2 separate regions of the Mus musculus genome follow, and region 1 is linked to region 2. A link is a contact called in public HiChIP or PLAC-seq data. All regions are on one chromosome and are shown on one strand. Each heading gives the region's core, a stretch centred on a gene start, on an enhancer-like site or on the middle of the called end of the contact. The rest is flanking DNA. Distances are from core to core; before and after follow the strand shown. Region 1 has its middle 13 kb from the start of Tnfsfm13. Region 2 holds the start of Slc2a4 (solute carrier family 2 (facilitated glucose transporter), member 4).

Region 1 (6,799 bases), core at 2,639-5,138, 240 kb after region 2:
GTCACTAGTTTCCCAGGACTTAATTTCTATTGTATCTCCCAAACTATCAAGGTAAGCACAAAGGTTAGGGTTAAAGGGTATTGTGCCATGAAATGTTTGTGAACCCCAAAAGACCACCAAGGACCTGAATATGATGCAGTCAAATTAGGGTTTCTTTATTCAGGCTCAACCTTGGGGTCCCTGCCAGCCCTGATATGGCAGGAAGGCAGATCCCTGAGCCTACCTAGTTTCAAGCAAGCATTTATAGAGGCAAGAAAGGGGTGTCTAGCCTGGTACACATCTGACTGGGGGGGGGCATTACGGCCTTTAACACAATTGGCTGGTGCAGGATCCAAACCATAAACTTTTGTTTTCCTTCTGATAGTGGTTGTTAGGAAGTGAGGTGTCAGAAGCAGGCTTGTAACCTGGGGGGTGCGAACTCTTGGGGAATAACCTGGAAACTGGTGCTAGATGCAAGTTTTGTTGTGGGGGGAGTGTAACCTGGAAACTGGTAGACACAGGTCTTGTTGGGGGCTAACCTGGAAACTGATGCTAGGTACCAGCCTGTTAGTTAACTTGAGTTCAACCTTAGGTCAGGTTCTCTAAGACTCAGACTGTGAAGCTAGAGACACTGGAAATGAGGAGGAAAAAAAGTGGCTTGCTTCTGCTTCTGGTTCTGTGTTAGCTAACCCGACCAGGTAAGAGTCAGGACTTGGGAAAAGGCTCTAGGAAAAAACAACAAAACCAGCTTCAACAGGCTCTGAGTGGCTCCTGGGCCCAGCCCTGCTTCAGGGCAACATTCTCAGAGCACAAACCCCCTACTCAGATTCATCTAGTGTGTCCAACTAAAACTGACTCAAGTGCTGGGCAGTGGTGCAAGCTTTATCTCTTAAAACAAAACAAAACAAAATTCCTGCTCTCTGGAGGCAGACAGGTGGATCTCTGAATTTGAGCACACTGTCGCTGTCTTCAGACACACCAGAAGAGGGCATTGGATTCCCTTACAGATGGTTGTGAGTTACCATGTGGTTGCTGGGAATTGAACTCAGGATCTCTGGAAGAGCAGTCAGTGCTCTTAACCGCTGAGCCATCTCTCCAGCCCCCAGATCTCTGAATTTGAAACCAGCCTGGTCTACAGAGGGAGTTGCAGGACAGCCAGGGCTACACAGAAAAACCCTGTCTCAAAACAAAACAAAACAACAACAATAACAAAAGAAATCAGACTGACTGTGGATAAGAACTGCTTCTAAAAGAGCTCTCACGGATTCCAGAAGGAAGACCATCCCAGGCCACCCTGGACAAGGAGTTATATGCAGCAGCCAAGGAGACCTGCTGTGTCTTGGGAGTGGCCCCCTTGTGATTAGACAGCCTGAAGCTACAACAGTGAGTCCCCAAAACCCACATCAGTCCACATGAATCACACATGCGTAGTGACAGAGGGTCATTTACATCACGAGTTTGACACCAGCCCCTTTCTGTAGGGCTCATGGGAGGAGATACCCTAAAAGGGAGATGGATTCACCATCATTTGGGACAGAGAAAGGATCACCCTATGCTATGAATATAGCACCTGCTTTATAAATATTCATAAAACTTCTTTAAAATCCAGAGCACAGACACCACTAGGCTGCTGTAGTCCCTGGGTTAAGGCAGCGACTTCATCTCTTTTTGGAGTGTTTGCATTGCTTAGCTTTGCGTGTATGGCTTTGCTAAGTAAACTTCTGCTTAAACTATGTCTGTATGTCTCTCTCTTTAAAAAACATGTTAATTCATTGTGCGTGGGAGATTACACTTATGGAGGTCAAAGATAACTCCTGGAAGTCAGTTCTCTATTTCTACCATGTGGGCCCTGGGAACTGGGCTTGGATCACCAAGCCTGACAGCAAGGGCCTTTACTTGCTCAGCCAGCTCCATGGCTCTATGTTTCTTGACTAAATTCACTCCTTCAAGAACTGGGAGCCTTACCCCAACCTCTGCTCCCACCTCTACAGTATCCACTGCACTAACCGTGCTGAGAGAAGGTTGACTCTCTGTGGAAGCCTCAGAGCCAGAGTTTCAGTTTCCCAGCATCCTTTGCTACAGATGGGGAATAGGCCCCTGTCTGAGGCACGAGGACTACTGCCTGTTCAGTCTTTGTTCTGACGAGTGAGGGAACAGATTGAGAGCAGAACCCGCTCCAGGGAGCATCTGCTTTCAGTTGTGCTGCAGGAGACTGCAGTTGTCCCAGCCAGGAGACTAGGGAGGGAATAGCCTCTGCAGAGAGCAGTGGCCCTCACTGCGGGTTTTCTCCACCCAGGTCGATGTTCTAATCTGATTCTACAATCTTCCCAGAGACTCTAGGAGCTCTGCATGGCTCTTCATCTCATTTCCTGCTGATACCTCCCGGGGTTGGTTTCTATTCCTTCCAACTAAAAGCTCTGCTACCTCAGTCCCATGCAGGGCTCTGGGTAGAGATGAAGGCCTTCAGGCCTGCCTGTGTGATGGCCAGCGATCAGCCTCAGGCACAGCTTTTGCCTAGGTCCCCCTTCTGCAGGGCTGGGCAGAACACTGAGTGGTGGGATCAGATTATGGGGCTGCTGATTGGATGACACACAGTTGTCACTGGAGATGCCTATTCCAGTCTTACACACCAGATCTGAAACTCCAAGCCTGGGAGCAGTGTTCCCAGAGGTCACCAAACACTCACCGCCTAGGCTACAGTAGTGAGTCCTAGATACCCTGGGCTACAGTGTGAAACTGTTTCAAAAACAAACCAAAACATAAATACATGCTGTGCTAAACAAACAAAACAGAAACAACTTTTTGGCCTAAGTACTTGGTCTAAAGTCAGCAGGAGTCACTACTCTGTGCTTCCACCTTTAAATACTGCTCCTTAAACTCTTCCTCAGAGGCTCTGGCAAGAGGGCATCTGTTGGTGCAGGAAGTCAGAGGTCTTGCCTCCTGGGACAGAGAAAACAGGAAAATATAAATGAGAGAGCGTCCAAAGCCAGAAACAGATGGCCTCAAGGTATCACTGGGCCAGGAAGCCAAAGGCAGCATGGGCATGGTGGGGTTCCCTTGGGCTCAAGGCAGGGGATAGAGACACACCTTTAAAGAGTGCTGTGTAGCTCAGTGGTAGAGAGCTCAACCAACATGGAGGAAGTCTTATGTTCAGTTTCCAGTATTTCAAGGGAAAGGGTGGAATTTAGTTAATTCCCTCCTTTGCAAACCAAACAACAGTTTTTCTCTTGATTTACAACAGGCCTGCAGGTGTAAGGGGGATGGTGGCGGTGGTCCCCTGCTGTTCCTTCCTGGAGATTCCCCTTCCAGTACCTAGCTGTGCCTACACACAGGAAACATTAACATTTTTCTTCTTTCACTTCACAATGTGTCTCAGAGTGAGCCCCTTCAATGGTTTCATATAACCCAAACAAACAAAAAGGCCGCATGTATAGTACCAGAAATTGGGGGGCTCAGGCAGGGGGTTTTGGGGAGCCTGAGGTCAGTCTCACCTGCTACATAGTGAAACCCTGTCCAAAGTAGATGGATGGGTGGGTGGCTTCGGCTTTTGCCTTTGATCCCAGCATTTGGGAAGAACAGGAGTTCACGTCATCATCTTCAGCTACATAACCAGTCTGAGGCCAGTCTGCATCAAAAACCAATGATCTCATGTTTCCACTGAGTTTTATTTGGTATTTTTGTACCACAAATGTAGGCATCCAGTGGCCATGGCCAAGCTGGGTTTACCTGAAAGGGGGGCTGGAAATGAAAAAGGGGGGGGGTTAGGGGGAGAAGAATGAAACCAAAACAAGGTACTGATCAAGGCTACAAGTTTAGTATTCAGCACTGCCTTTGTATAGGGCAAGCCCACACACCCCATCCTCCATTTCAGCTGGATTATGTTGCAAAGCAAGGTCTGTGGGCAGTCTATTCTTCTAAATTCCTGTGGGGAATTACACAGGCAACCCAGGCAGGTGACTCCACCTAAGGCACGTACAGCCAAGGCAGGTGACACCACTAAGGTAGATAAGGTCCATTGTGGCCAGCACTCGAGGTCTGTTCAGTCTGCTCAAGGCTGGGAAGGCCACACACAAATAATTCTTCACCTTAAAACAACAACAACAAAAACAAGCCAGGGGCAGTGGTGACACACGCCTTTAGTCCCAGCACTCAGGAGGCAGAGGCAGGCAGATTTCTGAGTTCGAGGCCAGCCTGGTCTACAGAGTGAGTTCCAAGACAGCCAGGGCTATACAGAGAAACCCTGTCTGGAAAAACCAAAATAATAATAATAGTGATGATGATGATGATGTTATGGTTGGGGTCACCACAGCATGAGGGTGTATTAAAGGGTCTCTACAATGACCCATACAGGAAGTCTTCCCAGCGCCAAAAGCCAGTGGAGGGCAGAATCCAGGTGCTATAGTCTGTATCTTAAATGCCTTCCAAACATCTGTCCCAGCGTGCGGTGCTACTAGGAGGTGGGTGGTGAGGCCTGTGGGAGAGAAGGCCTGTGGGAGAGAAGGCCTGTGGGAGAAAAATCCTGAAGGGATTGTGGGGATCCTGATTCCCATTTAAAAACAGGCGGGAGTTACCTCCTCCCATGATGCTCTGCTTTCCATGGCCTGAAGGAGCCCAGATACTAGGGATTAAAACCTCTGAATTCTAAAATAGAAACAAACTTTGCTTCCTTAAGACTGATTTACTGTAGGAAAGCTAATCAACAAAGCAGGCGCCTCGCCTCATTGCCTAGCCCACTGCTACACAAAGGGTTAACAGCTGGCTGGTCCACCACTCAGGATGTTCATGGGGTTTGTTGCAGTTATTTATTTATTTATTTATTTATCTAGGGACAGGGTTTCTTTGTGTAGCCCTGGCTATCCAGGAACTCACTCTGTGAACTGACCTCAAACTCACAGACATCTGCCTCCCTCTGCTGGGATTAAAGTCCTAACACTGCCAAGGAGCACTTTCAGGTAACTGTTCCTGAGTTTGCAGGGCAGTTGGCTCCTACTGCCTGCTCTCTTGCTTGGAGGGAGGACAGATGGTGTGACACATCAGAGCTAAAACAGAAGTGAGTCAAGTTGCAGCTCAGGGCCAAGCCCAAAGAAGGTGCCAAGGGCCAGGAGCCAAGCCAGACCAATCACATTAGCCTCGGAGCCAACACAGCAGGTTGCCAACATAGTCAGGTGCTGAGGCTGGCTAGGAAGGACGACCGACCGGCTCAGCCTTAACCTGAGGGCAGCTACAGACTGAATGGTGAAGAGGGAGGAAGACAGAGGGCTGACTGTGGGGAGCTATACCAACCTAAGACTTCCTCAGAGGGAACTTTAGTTCGGTGTCCTTGTCCAGGTGTGGACTTGGTAAGGCTCACACTGATTCTGGGGCCCATGTCTTAGATGGGTAGGGGGTTCTGTTTCTGGAAACCCAACTTTCCCCCCTGGACTGTGGTCTTCAGTCCTGAGGCAGCTGAATCCGGTGTCCTCTTTGCCAACATTATCAAACTTTGCTTTCTGCTGACCTTGGCCACTCTGCCTCCACCCTGAACATGCTTCCCCCTGCAAATACTTTGTACCATGCTGTGCTTCTTAGTAAACAAGCAAGAAAAGGGACAAAGAGAGAGAGAGAGAGAGAGAGTCAGCACATGTCAGCAGTAGAGCACTTGCCTATCATGAACCAGGTTTTTTGTTGTTGTCGTTGTTCTGTTTTTTGTTTTTTTGTTTTTTGTTTCTTTCGAGACAGGGTTTCTCTGTATAGCCCTGGCTGTCCTGGAACTCACTCTGTAGACCAGGCTGACCTCGAACTCAGAAATCCGCCTGCTTCTGCCTCCCTAGTGCTGGGATTAAAGGTGTGCACCACCATGCCCGGCTGTGGTGGGGTTTGGTTTCTGGAAATGGAAAAAACCTCAAAAAAAAAAAAAAAAAAGCCAGGTGTGGTGGCGCACGCCTTTAATCCCAGCACTAAGGAGGCAGAGGCAGGCGGATTTCTGAGTTCGAGGCCATCTACAGAGTGAGTTCCAGGACAGCCAGGGCTATACAGAGAAACTCTGTCTCGAAAAACCAAAAAAAAAAAAAAAAAGTCTTACTGTGTGCCATGTACAAGCTGGGCCAGGAGAGATATGGACCTTAAGATAAACAGTCTTGGAGCTGGAGAGATAGCTCAGCAGTTAAGAGGTCCTGAGTTCAATTCCCAGCAACCACATGGTGGCTCACAACCATTTGTAATAAGAGCTGATGCCCTCTTCTGGAATGTCTGAAGACAGCTACAGTGTACTCACATATAATAAATAAATAAATCTTTTTTTTTTCTTTTCTTTTCTTTTCTTTTTTTTTTTTTTTTTTTTTTTTTTCGAGACAGAGTTTCTCTGTATAGCCCTGGCTGTCCTGGAACTCACTTTGTAGACCAGGCTGGCCTCGAACTCAGAGATCCACCTGCCTCTGCCTCCCGAGTGCTGGGATTAAAGGCGTGGGCTGCCACGCCCAGCTAAATAAATCTTAAAAAAAAAAAGATTAACAGTATTAGCGTGCACATGGCTGTGTGAAGTGTGGGAGGCAGACCCCAGAGAGCAAGCTTGACCAGGGCAATGATAAACACACAGCTCTGGTGACAAGGACCCCTTGGGAAGCACTGTGAGGCAGCAGTTGGTGTGTCGGACCAGATCAGAAGTGCCATGACTTTTTATGATAACTCTCAATGGGTTTAAATCCCAAAACCTCACAGTGGCCAAGTGAGGATGCTAGATCTGCCCAACCTTCTCACATCTGTGTACATCACATCTATACGGTAGGTAGGGTGCAGTCATTTCTTGGAGAGGGGGGGACTGCCTGGGATCGAGGGCAGCTAC
Region 2 (6,516 bases), core at 2,572-5,071:
TGCCCATCTGCCCCTGAGATAGAATTAGAGAGAGAAGAAATGAAAAGGAATGGACTCTAACAGAGAACATTTGCTATTTTCAAGAAAGGCCAAGAAGTCTTCTCCGAGGAGGGAAGTCTTGCTTTTTTTAAATTATATTTTGTTAATTAGCCTTTTTATTGTTCTCTCTCTCTGTCTCTCTCTGTCTCTCTCTCTGTCTCTCTGTCTCTCTCTCTCTAATTGAAGGTCCCTTACTGGTCCTGCTTCCATGAATGGTCAAGGTCAAGGGAAAGGGGAGGGCAGTCAGCTACTGCAGGGAGCATCATTTCCACATTTCATTTACACACAGAACTAAACAGACAAGCATAGAGTCACCAACCAGTGTGGTTAGAGGTTGGCACCATGGGATGGGGAGAAATGAGTTGTAGGGCTGTCATTTAAAAAAACATACAGGCTCTCCCCAAACTGGGTGCCTAGGACAGGACTTGGTCTGCTTCAACCCAAGAGGAATCAGAGGATCAAAAGCAGCTTGGGAAGGCCAGACCCCTCAGGGATGGAGGGAGGAGGAAGTACAGGGGGTGGGATGGAGGGACATTTGGCAAGTGGGGTGAAGGGATTGTTCTCCCCTGCTGGGATCCCCCCACCCCCACCCCTCTGATCTGGCAGGAAAGGGGTAGCCTGCAACACCCAAGAGCAGGTCCAGGGCTGTTAGATGCTCCAGGCAGGGGCTGGAGGAGCCTCTCAAAGGCTTGCCCTCCAGGAAGATGACCACAGCGCCACCTAGTTTCTCTACCAGGGTTCAGGGGGCCTTGATGTCCTCGTAGCAGTTAGCTTGTAATTCATGTTTTATTCCTGTCAGCTTCTTGATGGCATCCTTGAAGCTGGCACAGATTATTTTGCTTTTAAGGGATGCACTCTGAGGGGCCCAGAAGATAACAGCAGGTTGGTCCTCTGTCTTGCTCTCCTTGGTTGCATCCTAGAGAGTGTAGTGACGGTCAGTCCTTGTCTGGCAGCATCCTGACAGAAGTGGTGTAGGAGGACTCACCCACAGTCTGCCCTACATCTGCTTCCAAGACTTGCCCTCCTCCAGGATGATGTCCTTCCTTTCCTCACTCAGGCAGAAGAGCACCACCCTCTTGCATTGCTTCATTTCTTCTGGCCTTGAGGATTTGTGAATTTTCATGTCACTGAATACCTTGATGACACCATCAGAGACGGTCACACCAGAGGCCATGTTTCCAGAAGCAAAAGGGAAACAGAGAGCTACAGGAGAACTAAGCCTCTACAACTGCTGCCAGGATCTGATTGAACCTTTAAAATTATTTTTATTTTCTTTAGATTTATTTATTTTATTTTATTTGGGTGTTTTACTTGCATGCATATTTGTGTGCCACATGTATACTCAAGGGGGTCAGAAGAGAATGTCAGATCACCTGAAACTGGAGTTGCAGTTGGTTGTGAGTCACCATGTAGATGCTGGGAGTTTAACCTGGGTCCTCTGCAACAGGCTTCCTTAACCACTGCGCCACCTCTCCATCCCCGAGAGCCTTGCTTTGGAGGATGAATAGGCATTCTCTGGTATTCCAGACTGCAGGGACAGGTAAATGCACCAAGTGTAATCCCAGGCCTCATGAGGCTAAGGCCAAAGTATCACAAATTCAAGGTCAGACTAGCTGACATATAAGTTCTAGGCCAGTAGGAAGAGGGAAAGAGGGGCAGGAAGGATAAAAAAGGGAGGAGAGGAAGGAAGAAGAGGATGAAGAGGAAGAAGAGGATGGGTAGAGGCAAGAAAGGAGACAGTTAAGGGGAAGATCTGGGTAGGAGAATCCAAACTTGATCACAGGACAAGAAAAAGACAGTGACTCTAGGCAGGAATTAACCTCAGATCTACAGTCCCAACACTCTGGGTAGAACAGCAACTTCGAGGCCAGTGTGTAATATATAGTGAGTTCCACGTCAGTTTCAGGTACTGCAAGACTGTCTCAAAAACAAAACAAAAGGGATGTGCTTTGAAAATTGTAATCTACCCTCCTGTTTTTGTTGTGTTCGGCTTAGGTGTTTTGTTTTGTTTTGAAACCTTGGCTGTTCTGGAACTCACTCTGTAAACCAGGCTGGCCTTGGGGTTAGAGATGTGCCCCACCACCCCTGGACATTCTTCTCTCTTTTTATTTTTAATTATTTTTTTAAAGATTTATTTATTTATTATATGTAAGTACACTGTAGCTGTCTTCAGACACTCCAGAAGAGGGAGTCAGATCTCGTTACGGATGGTTGTGAACCACCATGTGGTTGCTGGGATTTGAACTCTGGACCTTTGGAAGAGCAGTCAGATGCTCTTACCCACTGAGCCATCTCACCAGCCCCTAATTATTATTTTTTATGTGAATGGGCATTTTGCCTGCATATATGTCTGTGTACCACATGTGTACCTGGGGCCAGTGGAAGCCAGAAAAGGGTGTTGGAGCCCCTGGAACTGAAGTTACAGATGGTTGTAGCTTCCACATGTGTGCTGGGAATCAAACCTGATTCTGGAAGAGCAGTCAATGCTTTTATCTGCTGAGCCATCTTTCTTGCCCCTCCACCCTCCTCTTCAGGGAAGAGGAGAAGCAAGAAAAGCAGTCATGACAGGATAGTCCAGAATAAAGTGGTAGTGGTACGGATGAAGAAAACCAATGTGCAAGAGAAGTCAAAACACCAACATTGAGAAGACACCATGAAAGTGACTGGTTAGCTCCTTGGGAAAAGGAACTTGAAGGAGGTCCATACTTGTACGTGTTCGTCATATAAACGGTACCATTCTGGCGGCAGCTAGACTCAGGTCTGGCGTTCCATAGAGGGCTGGGTTGTAGGTTATTGAGCTCTCAGGGGAAGGGTTAATAGAAGAGAGCCACCCCAGAAGTTAGCTACCCTGGTGCAATCCACTAAGGTTCCTCGCTCTCCCTCTAGGTGGCGCCAGAAGCCTTGCACTTCTCTTGGGCCTTTTTCTGAATTGAGCTCTCTCTCCACATTCTTCGCCAGCTCTCTCCCTGGACGTGCTTAGGTCGTGCCCTCTCAGCTGTAGACCCAAAACAGTAGCTGACTCTGGAAAGCTTGTCGCCCACGCGGCCAGCACATGCCTGGAGGCTCAGGGACTTCAGGGAGGGTGGTGTGACTGGCGTGAGCACCTGTCCCTTGGGTCCCCTCCAAGAACCAGTGTAGAGACTATGTGGAGGGGATGGGCCAGTAGGCAGCGCGCCGCCCAGAGATGCGTGGAAAGAAAGGACGATCAGGCATGGTCTCCAGATACACTAGGAACGGAAGTTATTGGTCCCTTGGATCATCTCCTCGTGGGAAGCGTGTCGCGGACCCTTTAAGGCTCCATCTCCTTTGCCCTCCCCCGCCTGGGACAGGCTGGGACACCCGGGACCTGACATTTGGCGGAGCCTAACGTGGGAACTAAAAATAGCCACTCCGGGTTACTTCGGGGCATACACACATACACACACACACACACACACACACACGCGGGCTCTATGTCATCCTGCTGGAGTTACCCCGTACCCTGGCAAGTACATGTAGCCCATACCCTCCTCTTCGACCTTTCAGGGGGACCAGCTGCACTCAATTCTTTCAGAAATTTCGCAGTCCAAGATTTTGGATGGCGGGAAGAGCCTTTTGTTCCAAGGACCCTACTTTGAAAACTCAGAAGCAGGCGGGAACCTTAGGGGCGTGTCTCCCCAGCCAGCACTAGGGCTAGGGGTGGGGGCGTGGCCTTTTGGGGTGTGCGGGCTCCTGGCCAATGGGTGTTGTGAAGGGCGTGTCCTATGGCGGGGCGGGAGTGGGGAGGTGGCTTCAGCTCTCCGCATCTTTCCCCCTCAAGCGGGTCTCACTAGATCCCGGAGAGCCTTGGTGCTCTCCGGTTCCGTGGGTTGTGGCAGTGAGTCCCACCAGACCCGCCCTTTGCACACGGCTTCCGAACGCCGGGGTCTCGTGCCGGCCAGGCCCGGACCCTATACCCTATTCATTTTTTTCTTATTGCAGCGCCTGAGTCTTTTCTTCTTTTAAAACAAGATGCCGTCGGGTTTCCAGCAGATCGGCTCTGACGTAAGGTTCAGCATACCGGGGCGAATTGGGAAATCTGGTCCAGTTTTTCTTGGGCTGAGTTTGGGGTTGGGGTCAGCTAGGAGGCGGTTCTTGCGCAGGCGCAGGGGTTGGAGATGGGGGGCTGGCTATTTATATTCAGCCTAGACAACCCGTGACTGTCAAATTCCAATCCCGCCAAGAGACAGAGTGGGTCCGAGAGACTCTTTACGCGCCCAGGCTGAGAGACTGGATTCTCGGGAATCCAGAACTTGTCTCCTAGCCTACTGTGCACTGCATGGGGTGACACTCTGCCCACGACTCTATTTGGAATGGTAGATCCAGAGTCTCGCCTTCCCTTCCCGGAGCTGTTCAGATTTACGGTGTTTCTAGGACCCGAGCACTTCGGGGGCCCCACCCCCACTGCTGGCTGTCTTCCAGGAGGCTGAACTTTCTCTCGGCCTTGCGGTGGGTGGAGGGGCAGAGGGGAGTGTCAGCCCCCCCCCCCAGCTCAGGTTTCCTCTTGGAGACAGACTGTGCCGCCAGCAGTAGCCACCACTGCCACCGCCCCTCACACCACTCACTACCATCCCTCCTCTTCCCCTGGGCATGGCTCTCTCTCCCTGCTAAAATCCCCCCTCACATCCCCGAGTACTTGGTCCCAGTTTAGGAGCTGAGGGTTGGCTAGGCCTAGACCTAAAAGGCTACCCCAAAGCAATGACCCAGACGCCCTTTCTGGACTAGCCATTCTTGGGCCTGTTTACGGCCTACTGGAGCAAGCTGAGAGAACTTCCAGAAGGAAGAGACAAGGGCTAGAGGTGATGTTAAAACATTATTTATATTAGTTTATAAAACAGGCACTGTCTGGGATACTGTTATAGTTGATTTTGATTTTTCAAGTGTTTTCACAGACTGACAGGTAGCCGAGGGAGGCAATATCACCTGACAGAAGAGGAAATCCAGGTTCAGTTTAGAGTGGGGAAGTGACTTACCCAAGGTCACACAAGTCTTGAGTCTGTCTCAAGGTCACAGGGGAATTTTGAGGTCCAGATCCTCAAACTTTTGCCTGTGGTGTGGACACAGAGATCGGTTTTTTCCTACATGCCCAGGTTCCTGTGGCGTTCTGTTTACAGTGAGATCTTTGTACAATTCCTAATATGGCCCACTTTCTCTCATCCAGTATGTTGGATGGAGCCCAGAATCTTCATGCTGCAGCTAGGCCTGGGCCCCTGAAGGAAGTCAAACATGACTCTACATGACATACCTTCCTTTGTTTCTGTCTGTCCAGGATGGGGAACCCCCTCGGCAGCGAGTGACTGGAACACTGGTCCTAGCTGTATTCTCAGCTGTGCTTGGCTCCCTTCAGTTTGGCTATAACATTGGGGTTATCAATGCCCCACAGAAGGTGAGTGACCTACCAGCTGTTGGGGTGTGGTGGGCGGGGTATATCAGGCAGTGGAAAGAGAAAGGTCTCTAGAGTTACTCCCATATTCCCCCCCCTCCCTCGCAACCAGGTGATTGAACAGAGCTACAATGCAACGTGGCTGGGTAGGCAAGGTCCTGGGGGACCGGATTCCATCCCACAAGGCACCCTCACTACGCTCTGGGCTCTCTCCGTGGCCATCTTCTCTGTGGGTGGCATGATCTCTTCCTTTCTCATTGGCATCATTTCTCAATGGTTGGGAAGGTATGGAGCTGGAGGGCAGAGGAGGGGAGGAGTAGGACGGAGGGCCACAGCATGGGTGTCGTGACCAGCCCTCCTCTCTGTGTGCCTGCCAGGAAAAGGGCTATGCTGGCCAACAATGTCTTGGCCGTGTTGGGGGGCGCCCTCATGGGCCTAGCCAATGCCGCGGCCTCCTATGAGATACTCATTCTTGGACGGTTCCTCATTGGCGCCTACTCAGGTACCCACAGGTGCTATGGCTCTACTCTGTGCCTCTGCTCTCCTTAATGTATGTGTATGAGCTTCTATATGGAATATGCAGCTATCCTCGGCTCTCTCTTCTTCCTTCTGCCCAGGGCTAACATCAGGGCTGGTGCCCATGTATGTGGGAGAAATCGCCCCCACTCATCTTCGGGGTGCCTTGGGAACACTCAACCAACTGGCCATCGTCATTGGCATTCTGGTTGCCCAGGTAAAAAGACCTGGCTTTGTGGGGAGCTGGAGTAGGAGTTGGAGAGGACGCCTGCATTTGGGCTGGAAGGAAGAGCAAAGTCACTTTTCCTCTTTCCTGTCTTTTCCTACAGGTGCTGGGCTTGGAGTCTATGCTGGGCACAGCTACCCTGTGGCCACTGCTTCTGGCTCTCACAGTACTCCCTGCTCTCCTGCAGCTGATTCTGCTGCCCTTCTGTCCTGAGAGCCCCAGATACCTCTACATCATCCGGAACCTGGAGGGGCCTGCCCGAAAGAGTGAGCCCTCACCTTGTATCTAGCCCAGGCTCATACCTCCACCCCATCTTGCTAGTAACCGGGCCTCC

Evidence for each region. HiChIP or PLAC-seq counts read pairs in DNA pulled down with a chosen protein or histone mark.
Region 1: an H3K27ac HiChIP or PLAC-seq map of embryonic stem cells shows a contact between it and region 2, with 6 read pairs. The contact joins the enhancer-like site here to the promoter of Slc2a4 in region 2. A contact is called at or near these places in 19 of 39 promoter capture datasets (the 3T3-L1 cell line, the C10 cell line, the HPC-7 cell line and 13 more), 3 of 484 Hi-C or Micro-C datasets (the G1E-ER4 cell line, bone marrow-derived macrophages and pancreatic cancer cells), 11 of 115 datasets of contacts at active chromatin or transcription factors (the HPC-7 cell line, T-cell acute lymphoblastic leukemia, craniofacial prominence and 8 more) and 3 of 9 other capture datasets (adipose tissue, liver and macrophages).

The regions. Positions count from the first base shown.
Region 1 is chr11:69,705,245-69,712,043 of GRCm38.p6, reverse strand. No RefSeq gene overlaps it. Among named protein-coding and RNA genes, the nearest start is that of Tnfsfm13, 13 kb to the right of the region's middle. Within about 2 kb of position 3,888, at least 49 of the 459 cell types and tissues checked have an H3K27ac peak or open chromatin away from gene starts, as enhancers often do. A contact at or near this core is called in T-cell acute lymphoblastic leukemia, embryonic stem cells, hippocampal neurons and 2 more, where this site is marked.
Region 2 is chr11:69,945,495-69,952,010 of GRCm38.p6, reverse strand. It overlaps Slc2a4 (solute carrier family 2 (facilitated glucose transporter), member 4), which reads left to right and starts at 3,821. Exons shown (of 11, transcript NM_009204.2): 1 at 3,821-4,062; 2 at 5,327-5,443; 3 at 5,553-5,725; 4 at 5,818-5,942; 5 at 6,058-6,173; 6 at 6,286-6,448. The coding sequence starts at 4,030. It also overlaps the pseudogene Gm12310.